Linked DNA regions of Bos taurus: region 2 is linked to region 1. A link is a contact called in public Hi-C data. All regions are on one chromosome and are shown on one strand. The core of a region is the stretch at or near the end of the contact, and the rest is flanking DNA. Distances in the headings are between cores, read along the strand shown.

Evidence for each region. A called contact is a pair of places that touch in the nucleus more often than the background predicts.
Region 2: a Hi-C map of an unstated tissue shows a contact between it and region 1, with 2.1 times the contacts expected there. The contact joins the enhancer-like site here to the promoter of TIMP2 in region 1.

Annotation. Positions count from the first base shown.
Region 1 is chr19:53,456,679-53,462,665 of ARS-UCD2.0, forward strand. TIMP2 (TIMP metallopeptidase inhibitor 2) reads left to right here and starts at 4,157. Exons shown (of 5, transcript NM_174472.4): 1 at 4,157-4,587. The coding sequence starts at 4,458.
Region 2 is chr19:53,506,941-53,512,368 of ARS-UCD2.0, forward strand. TIMP2 (TIMP metallopeptidase inhibitor 2) reads left to right here. Exons shown (of 5, transcript NM_174472.4): 4 at 3,762-3,886; 5 at 5,339-5,428. Among named protein-coding and RNA genes, the nearest start is that of USP36, 13 kb to the right of the region's middle. Within about 2 kb of position 2,486, at least 39 of the 102 cell types and tissues checked have an H3K27ac peak or open chromatin away from gene starts, as enhancers often do.

The sequences.
Region 1 (5,987 bases), core at 2,907-5,406:
GGGATGTGTCCTGACCCTGACCTGCCTCCTTGTGGCAGTGGTCAGAGTTGAGCCCTCTACCTGCACTGCCCCAGCGGCTACCTGAACTCACCCCCAGCAGCTGAGCCCTCTTGTCAGCAGAAAAGAGAGTGTATGAAAGGGCCACTGTTAAGTAATCTACTTCTTATGAGTATCTCTGGTAGATTTCTCATCAAAGGGCTCAGTTCCCATGGTCTGAAGATGGGAAGATTCTAGCTGGGAGCACAGGCAGAGGATAACGAGGAAGAATGGAGAGGTCAGGGCGGTGAGGCAGGGTGCCCAGCAGCCAAGGCCACATGGGCACCATGAAAAGGCTGGGCAGGTCAGGGTGTGGAGAGCTTTCAGGGGCCATTCTGAGTGCCAAAAAATTGATGCTTTTGAACTGTGGTGTTGGAAAAGACTCTTGGGAGTCCCTTGGACTGCAAGGAGATCCAACCAGTCCATCCTAAAGGAGATCAGTCCTGGGTGTTCATTGGAGGGACTGATGATGAAGCTGAAATGCCAATACGTTGGCCACCTGATGCGGAGAGCTAACTCATTTGAAAAGACCCTGAGGCTGGGAAAGATTGAGGGCAGGAAGAGAAGGGGACGACAGAGGATGAGACAGTTTGACGGCATCACCAACTTAATGGACATGAGTTTCAGTAAACTCCAGGGGTTGGTGAAGGACAGGGTGTTGCAGTCCATGGGGTTGCAAAGAGTCGGACACGACTGAGCAACAAGTGGATTTCTGGGCATGCCTGACCATGCCCAGAAGGCTCTAAAATCTGGTGCAAGTGGTAGCTGACAGGAGGCACTGAACATTAAATGATTTATTGACTATCCCAAAGCCTTTGACTGTGTGGATCACAATAAACTGTGGAAAATTCTGAAAGAGATGGAAATACCAGACCACCTGACCTGCCTCTTGAGAAACCTGTGTACAGGTCAGGAAGCAAGTTAGAACTGGACATGGAACAACAGAATGGTTCCAAATAGGAAAAGGAGTACGTCAAGGCTGTATATTGTCACCCTGCTTATTTAACTTATATGCAGAGTACATCATGGGAAACGCTGGGCTGGAGGAACACAAGCTGGAATCAAGATTGCCGGGAGAAATATCAATAACCTCAGATATGCAGATGACACCACCCTTATGGCAGAAAGTGAAGAAGAACTAAAGAGCCTCTTGATGAAAGTGAAAGAGGAGAGTGAAAAAGTTGGCTTAAAGCTCAACATTCAGAAAACGAAGATCATGGCATCCGGTCCCATCACTTCATGGCAAATAGATGGGGAAACAGTGGAAACCGTGTCTGACTTTATTTTTCTGGGCTCCAAAATCACTGCAGATGGTGATTGCAGCCATGAAATTAAAAGATGCTTGCTCCTTGGAAGGAAAGTTATGATCAACCTAGACAGCACATTAAAAAGCAGAGATATTACTTTGTTAACAAAGGTCCGTCTAGTCAATAAAACAGAAATAGATGGTTTTCTGGAACTCTCTTGCTTTTTCGATGATCCAGCAGATGTTGGCAATTTGATCTCTGGTTCCTCTACCTTTTCTAAAACCAGCTTGAAGATCTGGAAGCTCATGGTTCACATATTAGGAAGGGGCTTTTATCCCCATGTTGTAGATGGGGAGGCAGAGCCTTGACAGGGCCACTGAGGCAGCTGGGCTGCTGCATCTCTGAGCCACAAGGTGGACCCTTTGCCCCCACTCCTGCCCATCCCACCACAGAAAGCATCCTTTCAGAGGGGATTGCTTTGCTCCTCTGCTGTAGAAGCTCTGACCTCAGAAGAAGATGAGATCCCCTCCCAGACCCTCAAAAGTCTCCTCCGTGGCTCCTCTCCCTTCATTTCTTTCCTCCTCCACCAGCTCAGGAGTCTCACTGGTCCAGGGATCGTTGTCTGTCCGTGGAGGCCTGACTGTCCCACTCTTTGAACAGTGTCTGCTGTCGATGTTTAAGAAAGCACTCCTGATGGAAGGAAGGCCAGCCCAGGCACCTCCTTTCCTGCCTTGTGCCCAGCGTGGACCCTAATCCCCTCCTGTACCACCATCAACCTACCTGTAATGTACTTCTCATCCTCTGTGTACTTGATCATCTATGTGTCTACCTTGCCTAAAAGGCTGAAAGCCCCTAGGTTATCTATTTCTTTCATAAACTGACAAATGGATTTTAGCTTCTGTAAAGTTCAACAGCACTTTGTTCTACCTGCAATAACAAAGAAAGAAGAGGCCACAGACCGCCAACTTGTCATAATTTTCTGCATTAACTGTACTCACTAAGTTAGCATCAAACATCATTTCACAAATGATACTTTATTTTACAGAAACAGAAGGTGAAGCACTGACTTTGGAATTGTCCGGATTCTAAGGTATTAATAACTGCTCTACCAGTTTAACTTTTCTCTAAGTTGTCTGTTTCCAAGTGATCCGGGGTGGCCACGGCTGCAATGGCTTGAAGCGGGGCTTGGGTTCCCAGCCAGAGATTGGCGCCAAGTCGCAGCAGTGAAAGTACCAAGTTCTAGCCACTAGACCAGTGGTCATTGACAAGGCTCTGGCGCTTCAGCTTTGCAGAAGAGAATCCCCACAAAGACAGAAAGTAGTGACTCAAAGGATTTATCATAAGGAAAAAGAGTATGGTATGTGCGGATAGAGACACGGGCAGACTCAGAGGGAAAGTCCCTGAGTTGCACCTTGTGGCAATTTAAATCACTTAAATGGGGCGTTTCTTTCTGGTTTCCTTTGGCCGATCATTTTGATTTGTCTGCTTCACAGTCTACATTTGGTGTGTCTCAGAATCCTTCTATATGGGCGCATGCATCTCTTAGCCAAGATGGATTCTACCAGGAAAACCTATGGGTAGCCTGGCATTAGGTTAGCATCACTCCGCTTTGACCTCCAACAAACCTTTCTGTGCCTATGTGGTTGGGAGATCTCCTGACCTCCAGAATGAGAATGACACAGCAGAGCCCAGCCTCCTCTCTTAATTATCCTGCTGTTCTCCACTTGGTTTTCAGTTCGCAGGGAACGAATCTCCAATCAATTTACTCTGGGGGTGCCCATCTACTGGCTCAAAAGCATGCATAAACAGAAGGCAGCCATTTTTAAAATTTCTTTCAGTATTTTCCCGTTTCATATCTTAAGTCAGCATCACATAGTGGAGTGGACAATGATTGTTTGTGTCATTTTCTCAGTTTACAACTCCTGGGCTAGATGACAAGAATGAGGCCCTAGGTGTAACAGTGCTCACCACAGAGGAGGCTCAGAGACAGACAGAGATCCCCGGGGGTCACATTTTCCATGCCATCCACACCTCTAAGACCCTCTGCCTTTCCTGGAACACAGAACTGTTTTGGATAAAGTATTTCAGCTTCCACATTTGTGGGCTAAGGGAGGAGAGCCCAGAAAACACCTTCATCCAACCTTCTTTTCTTCTGGGCCAGCTCCTCACTCTTGCCGGCTGGTCAAAATGACGGCCAGTTTATATGAAATCCTGTGTTGTTCATAGTACCCACATCCCCCCGCCCCGCCAAACTCCCCCCCACCCCCGCGCCCCCTGACTCTACTGGCCAAGCGCACTTAAAATTCTAAGGCCTCTAATTGAAAAAGGTGTTCTCAGTAAGTTTCAGGAGTCCACCCAGCCACAGGGGGAAGGGAGAGGGGCGGCAGAGAACGATCCGATCTGTGCTCCAAAGTGGCACATCCTTTTCCTCAATCCCTGGCCAGAATCGCAGGGATCCCAGGGGTGGAAGGGAATCAGGCAGTGTACACCTCCCGCGCCAAGCTGGAGGGGAAGGGGTGATGGGTGGGTCGCCTGGTGCCCTGGAGAGGTGGACTGCGAGTCCCGAGTGCTGAGTCAGGGTCCACTGGGCGCTGTCTGCCTGCAGTGTCCTCCCTCCCCCAACCTCTGGCGATCTGGGAGGCTGCAGGGGTGCGGCCCCGAGCGGTGGGAAGCCAGGTGCGCAGCTGGGAGCCCGGGCCGTGCCAGGCTGGGCACAACAAAAGCCGGACTTGGGGGAGGGCCGGGAGGCGCGGGAGGCGCGCTGGGAGGGAGGCGGCCGAGAGCTCCCGGAGCCGGCATTGGCCGCCCGCCACCGGGGGGCGGAGCCAAACCGCCTCTGAGCGCAATAAAAGGCCGGCTCGGCCCGCATCCGCAGCGCACACATCCATAGAAGGCAGTGGAGCACTCGGGACCAGGTCCGCGGCGCGCGCACTCGCTCGCTCGCCGCCCCCCAGCCAGCTCTCGCTTCCGCGCCGCCAGCCGCGCCCCGCGCCCTCCTCGCTGCACCCCGCGACCTAGAGCCAAGAAAGTTTGTGTGGCGAGTGAGGGCCGGAGAGGAGAGCGCGCCCGCGGAGTGCCGTCCAGACCAGCGCGGCCCCGGCGCGAGAGGGGAGCGCCCCGAGCCCAGGCGGCGGCGGCTAGCCCGAGTCCGCGACCCCCGCCCCTCCGCCCGCCATGGGCGCCGCGGCCCGCAGCCTGCCGCTCGCGTTCTGCCTCCTGCTGCTGGGGACGCTGCTCCCCCGGGCCGACGCCTGCAGCTGCTCCCCGGTGCACCCGCAACAGGCGTTTTGCAATGCAGACATAGGTAAGGACGGCGACCCCGCCCCGGCCGGGCGCCCACCGCCCCCGCGGGGCGCGCGGGACCTCGAGATTTCGCCAGCGCCCCGCCCGCCCGCATCCTGCAGAGGGACCCAGCGCCCGCCTCCCGGGGGCCTTGGTGCTTTCTAGAATCCTGCAAGTTGACACCAAAATCGTACTTTCTTTTTCCCCATTCCCTCTCTCCCTTTCTTTTCCTCTCTGCCGAGATGCTTCTCAACCTCAAAATTCCACCGAAATTCCGCTGCATTTCCAGCCCCAGAAAGGGAGCCAGGGAACGGATTGGGTTTTGGCAGGCGGAGGGCCCCGGGATGCCAGCGAGGGGGGGCGGGGAGAGTGGGGGCCACAGCGCGGGGGTAGGGGCCCTCTTGACCTCGGTGGGTTGAAGGACGGGGGACCCCAGGAAGAAACTTTCACAGGTGAGATGGGACTTGGGCTCCTTTGGGCTTGGAGCTGGGTGGGGAAGAGCTACTCCGCCTGGGCCTCTGCCAGCAACCCCATGTGGGGTTCACCAGATCCGGCTGGGGCTGGATGGAAGCGTCCCTCCCTTGGGCAGGTTCCCCACGGGCTCAGTGGGGCAGCCGGAAAGATGGGCCCAGCCCCAGGGCCGGCTCCTTCCCTGCTCTGCCCAGGAGGCACACCTCTGCAGGGACAGGCAGGATGGTCCTTGAGTGGGGACCGCTTTTTCTGGACATCCACACAAGCTTTGGTGACTGGAGATGGCAGGTAGGGTTGTCTGGCTGCCCAGAGTCCTCAGCACATATCCTTTCCCCTCCAGATTCCTTGTCCCCCAAATACGAGAGCTGGCAAGGGAAAGAGAGCCCAGTTATTCTGAGCCACATAGGGGCAGGAGGCAGAGTGGGGAGAGAGAGCACCGCAGAATGGGGAGAACCAGCTGACCTTGGAGGTTTCCATCTAGTTCTGTCACTTGCGGGCCTCCACTGCCCTGGTTTTCCTGGGACAGGTTTCACCAAGACGACAGATGTACAGCAGGTGGGTCTCTGTGGCTCCCTCTCACTTCCACACAGGTTTATTTTCTGCTTCTAAGTCTCAGCCAGCCCCGCAGCCTGTTGCCAGGGGTGGGGAGGCTGGGCTGCCCTCACCTGTGCAGGCTCAAAGTCGGGGTCTCTGGGTTTCTCCCCTTGTCAGCCATAGTGCTCTGATCTCCCCACGACTCCTGGCCACACCCCAAGTGGCCCTTGGAGCTGCCACCACCACCTGCTCCAGGAAGTCTTAAGGTGATCCTACCTGTGCGAGTCACATAGCTCACGCCAGCCTGCACTTGGGGCCCGGCATGTGCTCCCAGAGTGGTTCCCTACAGCACCCCAACTGCGGGAAGCTCACCAATTTGGCTTCACTGCTCAGGAAGATTGGCATGGGGAGGAGAAG
Region 2 (5,428 bases), core at 1,236-3,735, 49 kb after region 1:
TCTGCCATCAAAGGCTATTTAACATGTAATATGTACGTGACCTGTGAAACTGCTCCCACACCCAAGCCCCCTCAGTTGTCCCCAGGCTGAATGAGAAAACAGTTACATGAGTAACTGCCACACACATCTCAGAAATTTCAGAAAGCATCCAAATTGTAGCTCCACTTACAGGGAAAACTAAAAATGTTTGCAGACGCACTCAGTTGATAACTGTGTGCCTGTCACCTTAGTGCGAGCACACTCAGTCGTGTCCTGCTGTTGGCGACCCCGTGGACTGCAGTCCGCCAGGCTTCTCTGTCTGTGGAATTTTCCAGGCAAGAGTACTGGAGCAGGTTGCCATTCCTTTCTCCAAGGGATTTTCCGACCCAGGGATCGAATCTGCATCTCCTGTGTCTCCTGCATTAGCGAGGGGATCCTTTCCCCCTGTGCCACATGAGAAGCTGTCATCTTAAGCTGCCATACATTTCACATCGGAAGCAAGCAACGTGGGGCACAGTTTAGTTTCCTGACTGGCCGTGGAGCGTAAGATTAATAAAAGGCCCTTCCACTGGCTGCTGACTCACCTCATTACAGAGGAACCTCTCTAAGCCGGCTTCGTTCCCTGGCTCAGTGAGACGGCTCTGGATTCAATCTGGTGTTTACTTTCTGAAGCACAGAACCTAGATCTTGTTTTCCTGGAGTCACAACGGGCTAACCAAGAATCACGGGGCACAGAAATCACTCAGCCGGTGCTGGCTGCGGCCCCACGAGTGACCACACAGCTTGGGGCAGCCCACCTCCTCCTGGGCTGATGACTCAGCCTCACATGTCGAGTTGGCACCGCGAGACGCTTGTGTTCAGGAACTGTTAGAGATTCGGCCCTGTCATTTTCTTCTCCAGTCCTCATCTCCGGGAAGAAAAGTAAACATACAACCCTCAGTTACAAATTTTAATTAATTCCTGTTTTTCTGTGTCCAAGAAAGACTTTGCTTTTTTTCCAAGGCAGACAGATGCTCACGTACCAAATCAAGTCTTAATTATCTCTACCGAAAGGCATCTCTTCTTAACATTCTGAGATGCTACACCATTTACACTTGACATTTAAAAGCTCATGGGAACTGGGAACTGGGGCCGTTGAAAATACACAATTTCAGACTTCCCCGGTGGTCAAGAATCTGCCTGGCAATGCAGTGGACATGGGTTCTATCCCTGGTCCGGGAAGCTCCCATATGCTGCAGAGGACTAAGCCCATGTGCCACAACTGCTAAGCCTTCATGCTGCAACTTTTGAAGCCCGTGCTCTGTAACAGAAGAAAGCGCTGCAGTGAGAAGCCTGTGCACTCTCTGCAGCTAGAGAGTAGTCCCTGCTCGCTGCAACTACAGAAAACCCGCACGCAGCAACAAAGATCCAGCACAGCCCAAAATAAATAAATAAACATTTTTTAAAAAGAAAAAAATCTGCATTTCATCTCCGTGCCCTGCCTTTGCTCACTCTCTGTGGAAGCTTGAATCGGTGGTGAAAAGGTTTAACAAGGAAGACAGCAAAAAAAAAAAAGATATTGGAACACATTGTTAGAACAGATAACCACGTCATCATCAGTAAACTTTTACTGAGCCATTATTCTGTCCAAGGAACTATGGATAAAAAATGATTAAGACACAACCATTACCCTTTGTGCTTATGACCTGATTAAAGAACACGATATGCAAGAGAGGCAAAGAACAATGTGATGTGGTAGACTGATGCCAGTCACGTGACGCATGGGAAGTTGCTACGTAAGTTTGGAGAGAGGAACTGGAATGAGTACTCAGCCTGCCTCTAATGAATGACCAGGCCGGGCAAGGTCAATGCCAGAAGAAACCAAGATGTAGGAAAGAGTTATTTGCCATTGTCCATTTAGCTCCCTGTCTATTCTGTACTCTTTAGAGAATGGCTGTGTGTGTGTGTGTTGGGTTGTCAAGTTGCGTTCAACTCTTTGCAACCCCACAGACGCCAGGCCTCCCTGTCCCTCACCATCTCCTGGAGTGTGCCCAAGTTCGTGTTTGTTGAATTGGTGATGCCATGCAACCATCTCATCCTCTGTCACCTTCCTCTCCTTCTGCCTTCAGTTTTTCCCAACATCAGGGTCTTTTCCAGTGAGTCAGCTGTTCGCATCAGGTGGCCAAATTATTGAAGCATTAGCTTCAGCCTCAGGTCTAGAAAAAATTACAGCTGTTTTTGAAGCTTAAGGTCACCCAGATACATCTTTTTTTTAGTTATTAGGATCAGAATGAATGCAATCAAGGAGTCCTCCTGCTTCTTGATCCTTTTCTTTACCTGAAATGTCAGACAAGTCCAAGAAAAAAATAGAAGGCTTGAAGGTTAGAGGCGTGGTTAAGACAGAAAGAAGAGCAGGAGAATTCACACCTGGGGAGTGCTGCCTGCCACCCGCCCAGCACAAAGGGTGTCATTGGTGCAACTTGCAGCCTCAGGCAAGCCGGTGTCTTTCCCCTGATGACAGGTTTCTGTTTCACTTCCTCCTGACGGGATGTAGTGGATAAGCTAGCTGCGTCAGCACTTCCTTGAGCTGTATTTCTGTTAGCGATTGTTGGTGGCCAGGGCTGTGCCTGAGATCATTAAGCTGGACGCACTGCAGCTTTGTCAAGCCAAGATGCCCAGGGTGCAGCCCGGGGCTCCTGTCTGCCTCTCGGGGAGGCGCGTGTCACTCTCTGCCAGGCTCCGGTGTCATCACTGGGCATCTGTGTCTCTTGACAAGGTGCCATTGTAACAGGAAAGACAAGATTTTAGACAACCTCCCCGGCCCTCATTAGGTCCTGTCATTCACCAGAATACACTGGTCTGTCTTTTTCTTCTGCTCTGCTAATGCCTGGGCTGTCACCAGTGAGAACTCTTCACAAAGGGAGGAAGGGGGCTGAGTTAGGAGTCTAAGGTGCGAACAGAGTCTTATCAAGCGTCTCATCATGCTCAATACAGGGAATTTAGGGCAGATTGCTGATTTTATAAAATTCTGCTCTTATTGTTCATAATGGGACCACCCAGAATTACAAGTTCAACATCAAATGGAGGAAAGGCTTGTGAATAAATATTTGGTGGAAAAAAAAAAAACAAACAGGAAACAATATAATCTGCATACAATAGTGACGTTTTTCACTTGAATACATGTGCATAAAAGAATATTGGAAGGAAATGCATCAGAATGTTAGCGCTAGGTAATGAAAAGAGAGACGCTTTAAAAAGTTACTTTCATAAGTTTTCTACAGTGAGCTTGCATTGTTATACTCAGAATAAATATTCCATGGTGTATGAGTCTTCTCAGGCTGCTATAACAAAAACCGCGGACTGGAGGCCTTAAGCAGTAGAAATGTATTTTCTCACGATTTTGGAGGCTGGAAGTTCAAGATTAAGATGTTGACAGAGTTGGTTTCTTCTGAGACCACTCTCCATGGTTTGTAGATGGCCAGTTTCTCCCTGTGTTCCCATGTGGTCATCCCTGTGTGTCTGTGTCCTAATCTCTTCCTCTTACAAGGGGACCTACTGGATTCAGACTCATCCTAATGACCTCATTTTAATCAATTCTTTAAAGACCTTGTCTCCCAATAGAGTCACACATCCTAAGGTGCCAGGGTCAGGACTTTAACCTCAGAGTTTTGGAGGGGACACAAAATAGTCTACGCCTCAGGGTACTGTCAGAACTAACCCTCCCCATGCCTGAGCCTCATCCAGATGCAGGAAAAAGAGAACGTGTAATTTCGTTCTGAGCTTGGTGACCCCTGTCTCCTCAGGGAAGGCCGAGGGGAATGGCAATATGCATATCACCCTCTGTGACTTCATCGTGCCCTGGGACACCCTGAGTGCCACCCAGAAGAAGAGCCTGAACCACAGGTACCAGATGGGCTGTGAGTGCAAGGTAAGCCGCCGCCACCTCCTCCAGGTGGACTGCCGGGCTTTGATGCCACTTTCCCAGGGCCTCTCAATCCACAGGGTCCTGACTCAGGACAGGGCTCTGGGGAGGTATGACACACCTTGCCCACAGGTGAGGGTGTCCGTCCAGGGACTTTGGGGAGGTAAGGGGAATCTGACCACGTGGGCTGTAGCTTCTAGGAAGGGAGCCTTCTAGCAGGAGGAGTTTCGTGAGCAGAACATGGGCCTTAGGAGTGTCTTTCTACAAACGTACAAGTGCAGAGACTTGGCGTGCCTTGTGAAAGAACATCCCAGGTGTTATGGTTTTGCCAGTGTACCAGCCATTTCCACGCATAGGTCCATGTAAACATGGGGTCTGTGTGATGAGAACCCCTGAAGCCCCTGCCTTTCTTCTTGAAAGCGCCCCAGAGGCGGTGCCAGGCACAGTCACAGCAGTGCTAATGCTCAGATGCGGCATAGACGGTGAGATCTCCGTGGCCCCCAGGGTCCCATTTTGTTGTCTCCTAACGTCCCTCGGTCCCCGCCGCCCCTCCCCCAACCCCAGCACAGCGTGTGAGTCTGGGCGCGGTGTGGCCCAGAGATTGGCCTGTGCCCGTTCACACTGCTTGTGTGGCCTTCTGCCCATCCTGGTAGATCCTCGATAGCCCACCCCTTAGCTCATTCATAGTGTGAATTCTGACTCACAACTACTTGTAAGTCTAGCAAACTCCCCCGTGCCTAAGGTGAAGTTAATAAAAAACAAGTTCCACCTTTTTCTTTGAGCTCCCTGAAGGTTTGCACCCTCCTGTGAACTCAGGTTCTTTTGCCAAGATGCTATTAATCCTTGCTGATCCCCTCGAAGCATCCATGTGCTTGGGAGCAAGACGCTGTTCTTTTTACCTAAGTTGAACCTGTCTGATAGTCAAAACTCTTTATTGTTTTTTGTTTTATTTATATATTCTGAGACGTCCACTTCCGTATTTGTGGCTGTGCCATGAGGCATGTGAGATCTTAGTTCCCTGACCAGGGATTGAATGCATGCCCTCTGCCGTGGAAGTGCAGAGTCTTAACCACTGGCCCATGAGGGAAGTCTCTCAAGGCCCTTTATTGTTGTTACTGTTATACTCTCTGGAAGGCTGGGACTAAGCTGAAGCTGGTTTGTTGTGCTCAGAGAAGGTAAACCAGATGGCCCAAAGTAGAGGGCGTGCTTGGTAGTTGGGGGGTACAGAAAGGTTTCTGTCCTATCTTGGACAGACTGCCTGCTGCCATTTGGAGAGTTTGGAGCTCAGGAAAGCCTACTGGTGGAGCAGCTCCATCCCTCCTTCCCTGCTGCACTTACCTGATCATTCATTCTGCACATTGCCCTTGAACACCTTCACCAGGTGAAGGCCAGGTTCTGGAGACGCCCCATGAATGGCCTCGGTCCCCAGCTGAATCCATCTCCTGTCCCCCTTCCTAGATCACTCGATGCCCCATGATCCCATGCTACATCTCCTCTCCGGACGAGTGCCTCTGGATGGACTGGGTCACGGAGAAGAACATCAACGGA